2 separate regions of the Danio rerio genome follow, and region 1 is linked to region 2. A link is a contact called in public Hi-C data. All regions are on one chromosome and are shown on one strand. The core of a region is the stretch at or near the end of the contact, and the rest is flanking DNA. Distances in the headings are between cores, read along the strand shown.

Evidence for each region. Hi-C and Micro-C count contacts between places; a contact is called where the count stands out from the background.
Region 1: a contact with region 2 is called in a Hi-C map of hematopoietic stem cells, with 1.7 times the contacts expected there. The contact joins the promoter of atp8b5a here to the promoter of atosb in region 2. A contact is called at or near these places in 2 of 18 Hi-C or Micro-C datasets (hematopoietic stem cells and an unstated tissue).

Annotation. Positions count from the first base shown.
Region 1 is chr5:19,969,157-19,972,494 of GRCz12tu, reverse strand. atp8b5a (ATPase phospholipid transporting 8B5a) reads right to left here and starts at 1,554. Exons shown (of 29, transcript XR_012406786.1): 1 at 1,486-1,554.
Region 2 is chr5:19,790,135-19,793,534 of GRCz12tu, reverse strand. atosb (atos homolog b) reads left to right here and starts at 1,999. Exons shown (of 11, transcript NM_001433130.1): 1 at 1,999-2,337.

The DNA of each region.
Region 1 (3,338 bases), core at 305-2,804, 180 kb before region 2:
CCACAAACGTGTAAACAAAGAGTCGCTGTCATTTCTGGAGGAGATTCGTCATCAAGAAGGAGCTGTGAATTACTTCAGACGAGCAGCGCGATCTGACAAAGCACTACCTAGAGGATGATAACGTGTAACACTGCCAGAAATGAGGTTGGTGTCGTGAACTTGTTCTTTTCGAGTGCGCATGCATCCTGAAAAATGCCAATCTTGTTTGATTAAAATGTTTAGGAACGAAGCTTATGAGACAGCTGTTGTTTAATTTTATTGGTTATACCAAATAAGTAATGTAATTGTAAGCTTGACAAACAGTTTTGGAGAATTTGATGTTACCCCAATCAGAGGGAATCCCCAAGCATACTGCCTGAGAGGCTTTTTAATGGTGGCCGCCGAGTGAAATTAACTGCCTTAAATGGACTTGGACACAATCTACACTGTAAAAGCGCTATAGAAATAAAGATGAATTGAATGAGCAGAATCAGTTCAAATGTACTTGCAAAGTTAATGCGCTTTCACACGGAGTATGAGTTGATGGTGCAATGCATAGACACTCCTAAGCTTTACACACGTGGTTTGCTCCTTGTATATGAATTTCTCAGGTAGCTGGATTTCATTATTGACAATCTGACACAATTCAGGATAGTTTTGCCAATCAAAACTAATTCAGGAGTTGTTGTCATAACTGATCAAGACTTAAAATGGCAATTATTAGCATTTTGGGACTGCACTTTGATCCTTAAATTGACTTAATTATCAGATCTTGTAAATACGCCTAATGTGATTTCTTGGTATGAACACTGTTCTCACTGAAAGACATTTCAATTCCTTCTGGTCTTTATTAAGTCATGGACAAATGTATGTTAGCATCCTTCATTTACAAAAGCCATTACCTTTTGGTCAAAAAAGTCGAGACACAACTTGCTTACCTTGTTTCAGGCATACTACAACACTACAAATCATAATTACTACAAAAATGACAAGCCTGCAGTGGCTTTCAGAGGCTTTTTCAAAGATTTACTCCTCTGTTACAAACTTACTGTCACTTTTGTCAACACATACAGTATGTAAAAGGTGATCAAATTATCAATTTGAATACATCGATTATGAAAAGAGCAACAAAATAAAGAGTAGTGTTATAAAACATTTGTCAACTGGTGTTCAAGTAACTCCAAACTCTGTGTGCTATATGTTTCTTTGACCACTGGTAAAGTAAAAAAGTTGTACAACGTGTCACAGTGCAAATCCCATACAACTCAACTTCTTTTTAACACTTAGTGTAGTTGTACAGACGGCAACCATTACCCAAAACTCCCCCTCCAGCTGTGAAGCTCTCACTCTTTCCAGCCCTGTTTAAAAACTGCTGAGAGACGCAAAGAACAACAACAGACAAAACTCTTTCACTCTCACACCCTCTATATCAGTCTTCCAGGAGCATCTGCTGATGATCTCCTGACCTCTCAAGCTACCCCTAAAGCTTTCCCTCGAGATTCTTACCGTAAGTGTCCTGTGGAGTCACCGCAGTGTTTGTGTGTATGGTAGGTCTACTGAGGTTCTCGAGTGACCAAAGTCAGCTAGAGTCTCCTCCTCTTTGTCTTGCTCTCTTATTTTCTCCTTCTCCCCCTCCTTTCTCGCTTCTCAGCCTTCCATCTGCTCTTACTTTGGGCTGATGGGAAACAGGGAGAGCAGGCATTTAGCCTAGACTCATTCACACACGCACACACACGCTCTCACACACACAAAGACTCAACCACTCACATGCAAGATAAACAAGGAAGAGGGGCGGCAAATAGCATTGCTCTTCGGTGTTACTCTTTCGTTCAAGTTTATCTGAGGTAAAAACAAAAAAAAAAAAACAACCTCCCCCTGATTTCCTTAGAAATGAAGTCACTGTTAAACTTTTGTTGAGATCTCTACACAGATCTTGGTCTCTCTTTCTCTCTCAATCTTACTAGAAAAGTATCGATTTCCTGCACACCAAAAAAGGAAGCAACACATTTTTCTCCCCATTCCTCTAACCGCTGACAAAGAGCAGCAGTACTGAGCATGTTCACAACGACTGCACGGCCACACACAGAATAACACACATAATATATACATTTATATACAAAGTATATAAACAAGACCTTCAGTTAATTTTATATGTAAATACTTATAATCATAAATTCATAGAGAGTCAAGCATATCCATGGCATAATCTGACTTAAAGTCACATTTGTTCAACCAGCAAGTTTTTTTTTTTTACTTGAAATGACACTGGCGTCTCCCGAAAGATAATAAGACAAAGAGGCATCATTGTGGGGGGAAAATATATATACATTTCTTAGCTTTTATCTACATTTAAACAAAGAATTTTAAGTCAGAATTGGCAGCCAGGGGTATAAATAATTTCAGGCTTGACTATTCATTCATTCATTTTTTTTCAGCTCAGTCCCCTTATATATCAGGGATTGCCACAATGGAATGAACCACCAACTTGTCCAGCATGTTTTACACAGCGGATGCCCTTTCAACCCAACATGTTGAAACAGCCATACACTCTTGCATCCACACACATACACTACGGCCAATGTAGCTTATTCAATTCACCTATAGCATGTCTTTGGACTGTGGGGGAGGAAACCCACACGAACACTGGGAAAACATGCAGACTCCACACAGACATGCCAAGTGACCCATCTGGGACTCAAACCAGCAACCTTCTGGCTGTGAGGCGATCGTGCTACCCACTGTGCCACCGTGATATATAATATAATATAATATATATATATTATAATATATATATAATATAATATAATATATATATATTATAATATATATATATATATCACGGTGGCACAGTGGGTAGCACGATCGCCTCACAGCCAGAAGGTTGCTGGTTTGAGTCCCATATATATATATATATATATATATAGGTTATTAGGTTTATTTATTTATACAGCAACAGATAAGACAACATGGAATACATCCAACAAACCCAGAGTATATACAGGAATCAGAGAGTGGAATTCAATACCTTTTAAGACCTTTTTAAAGACTCTTTGCATACATTTTAAGACCCTAAAATCACTTTTTAGCCAGAAACACTGGTGAGATTTTGACGTACAGTATATTTACTAAAAATTAATGTAAGAAACTAATCCAAAACTGAAACATTGTTCATATACTGAATACAAATCTAGCTAATTCAGCAAGTTGGTGCCTGTAGAGCTGCAGAAATAATGGTGTTGCCTTGGTTACTGCAGTAAGCAAAGCAGCATGATGTCAAATCTAGTAGGATTTCATTGATTTCATAAGCTACACAGCATCCTGATATTTGCAGATTTAATTCAGGCAAACTTTAGCGTATA
Region 2 (3,400 bases), core at 750-3,249:
AAGTAATACTGCATTTCAGAAAGAAATGCTATTTAAAAAAGGTTTTTGGTTTATAAATTTACATTTATGCATATAAAATTTTGTTAATAAGATAAGAAGAATAGGGAAATAGGTTTTCTTTTTATGTAAAGGCTTTGTCTTGTAATTAACAAAACCAAACAAAACCTTTTCACAAAAAGACAAATCTTTCCAAAGCAAATAAGAATAACTGCATTGCAAAAATAGGTGAACTATTAGGACTCAGGCTGTCTGTCAATTATCAGAAAGTGGTCTTTATGCCATCATCAGTTGATTTTTAGAAAAACTTTCCATTTGATTTTATTCACTGGCTTCTGGTGATTGACAGACAGCCTCTTATTAGCATGTTGACCCAAGAAAAGTAAACATGCAACTACGTGAATAATGGTTTAAAATGAGGGGAAAAAAATAAACTTTTAGTTTAGCATTTTCTTATTCCCCAACATTCCTGAAATGTATTTATTTATTTGCTGCCAGCACTAATAACGATTTATGTATTTATTTATTCAGGAATTGATGTATTTATTTACTCATTTATTTATATATTTGCGTATTTAAATAACAACAACAACAACAACAACAACAACAATAATAATAATGATTATTATTATTATTATTATTATTATTATTATTATTATTATTATTATTATTATTATTATAGGGGAAAAGTAAATATCTGACTTTCTATTATATCATTCTCTGACCTGCTTCTAACATGCTGGTTTGCTGCTTGTTGTTGGTGCTCAGTTAATAATAATAACAAAATAATGATAATATTTATTTATGCAGGAACTTGTGGGTTTTATATGCATTTATTTATTGATTTATTAATTTGCATATTTATTTATTTATTGTTTTATTTTTGCAGGAATTTATGCATTTATTTACTCATTTATTTATATTTTTTCTTATTTATCTATTTATTGCTTTTGCAGGTTTCGTCCTCCACAATTCAGGATAAAATGTTTTTATAAAAATATTATTTGGATTCAAATTCTTTATATGTATTTTCAGTTATATTTAAAGAATTGTATTTATATGGCTTATAATATATTTCACAGATTTAAATAATAATAATAATAATAATAATAATAATAATAATAATAATAATAATAATAATAATATATATTATTGTATATATTATATTATATTCTTTGCTCCTGAACTGCTTCTAACATTTTCTGCTTGTTGTTAGTGCTCAGTTGATAATGATAAATAAATAATGATGAATTTGTTTGTTTTTGCGACTTAAAGTTTAAAATATATATATATATATATACATATATACACATATATACACATATATACACACACACACACACACACACACACACACACATATATATATATATATATATATATATATATATATATATATATATATATATATATATATATATATATATATATATATATATATATATATATAGCACTAGGTCAGTTATGCATCACGAGAATGGGTTACATTTTAAAACAAAATAATTTTTTGTGTTGTTTCACATGTTTCACTGTATTTTAAGCGCAAATAATGCCTTGCTAAGATTTAAACACTAATAAAAAAATTTAAAATAGTAATTTATTCCGGACTGTAATCACTGTCCTTAAAAGGGTTATTATTTACTTGTTTAAATTGGTCTACATCATCAAGTATTACTAAACATTATATTTATATTACCAGTCCGTCGATCTATAAACCCTATTTTTGTCCTGTACGTTTCTCCACCAGCGGAGTAAAAGGAACAAATAGCACGTGTACATGGGCGTGGCTTGAAAAGTCGTTGCGTTTCACGGAACCAATAGGAGTCTCTTTCGCCGTAATATATTACTGTTATTCAAATATATTCAAATATAGCCTAAATAGGCAATTGTTATTGGTTCTTGATAGGGAAAGCGACCAATCGCTTAAATGACAGCCCTTCAGCTGTTCGAACGTTCCGCCCCCTAGTTATTTTTCAGCAAATCCCGGAAGTATTGTTTTTAAAGGGACAGAATAATTTCATGGGCGACGGCTTTGGACCAAGAGCTAAGCAAAAAATAGCAAAGGCCCGTTGGCAGAGGTGCTTATAGGACGTGGAAAGGAGAAGAAAGCCAATCAAAATAGCTTTGTCAGCATTTGGAAAGCGGGATCTTGTATCCTCATCGGCCAGATAAACCTTCGTCACACTGGGATTTCAACGCAGACAGTTTGACGTCGATTACGCTGAAGATCTCCAGATCCTGTCTAAAATAGGATCAAACTCTTCCTCCAGAGATGATGGCAATGTTAGTTTGCTGACTGCTGCAGCCGTTGTCATTGTCATCGTTGTATGTTTGCTGTGGGTGAGTTCTCTTTGTGCTGCCATTCTCCTTTAGATCACTCTCATTTCACCATTTATTTATAGATCAGTCTCATTTCACCTTGTGCGTAGGATCTGAGATGAATCCGTAATATTTGAATCACCTCAGCAACCTCACTAATCAATCCCGTGTATATATGCTGCTTTATTAATCTGAACTCTAATATAAACCTCAGATTAAAGGATGAGATGATCCCTAGTCTGATCAAAAGGATCCCTGGGTCTTTTCCATCTATTGTACTTGAAATGCTCTCACGTGTGTTTGATAATGGCAGATTAATCACAGTCTGCACACACAATGCATACAGGCTGCTGTATGTTCATGCGCAGGGGGGCGTTTCTGCTTTGTCTGATTCATGCTATTTCATCCACTGAAGGCAACTTTCATCAGTGCATAAGCATGCATTTCTCACTTCAGTGCTTGCTATGTCTTTTACTTTGGGTTCTTTTGTTCCTTTTTGATTTATTACATTCTTTGTGCTTGAGATGTGCATGATTACGTTACATCCCTGGCCATGGGCCGTTATGAATCATTCCTGCATGGCTTGGTGGTGTAGTTTATTTTAAAATGTTGCCTTGTGCTTCATCTAAACATTGCAGGCAAATCCTGCTGTCCTTGTAGCCTAATTAGCATCAGTAATGCCAGCATTTTATGGAGAGACAAGCAGGCTATGGAGTTTTTACAGTGGGTGGGTGGGTTTGCACACACAGGTTGCAGAATATGTAAGAGGCATCCATCCTGCTCATTACTGATGCCAGACAGGACGTCAATGGAAAGCACAATGGAGCTCTGCAGAGCCATAACCATTGTCCACAAAAAAAAAAAAAAAGAGCAGATCAGCAGTGACCCATAGTGAGATCTTTCAGGCTCAAATGTCCCAAAAGAGCTGCAGGTAGAATGTGCCCTTTCAGTTTGAATTCTGAATATTAAGAGGTCTTTAATGCCCTTGATGTGCGCGACCTCCTTCTGTGTGGCCTTCAGCAGAAGTATGTATTACATCACTGGGTTAGAGGAGGAAATGTTGCAGCATATCCGAAGATGAGCA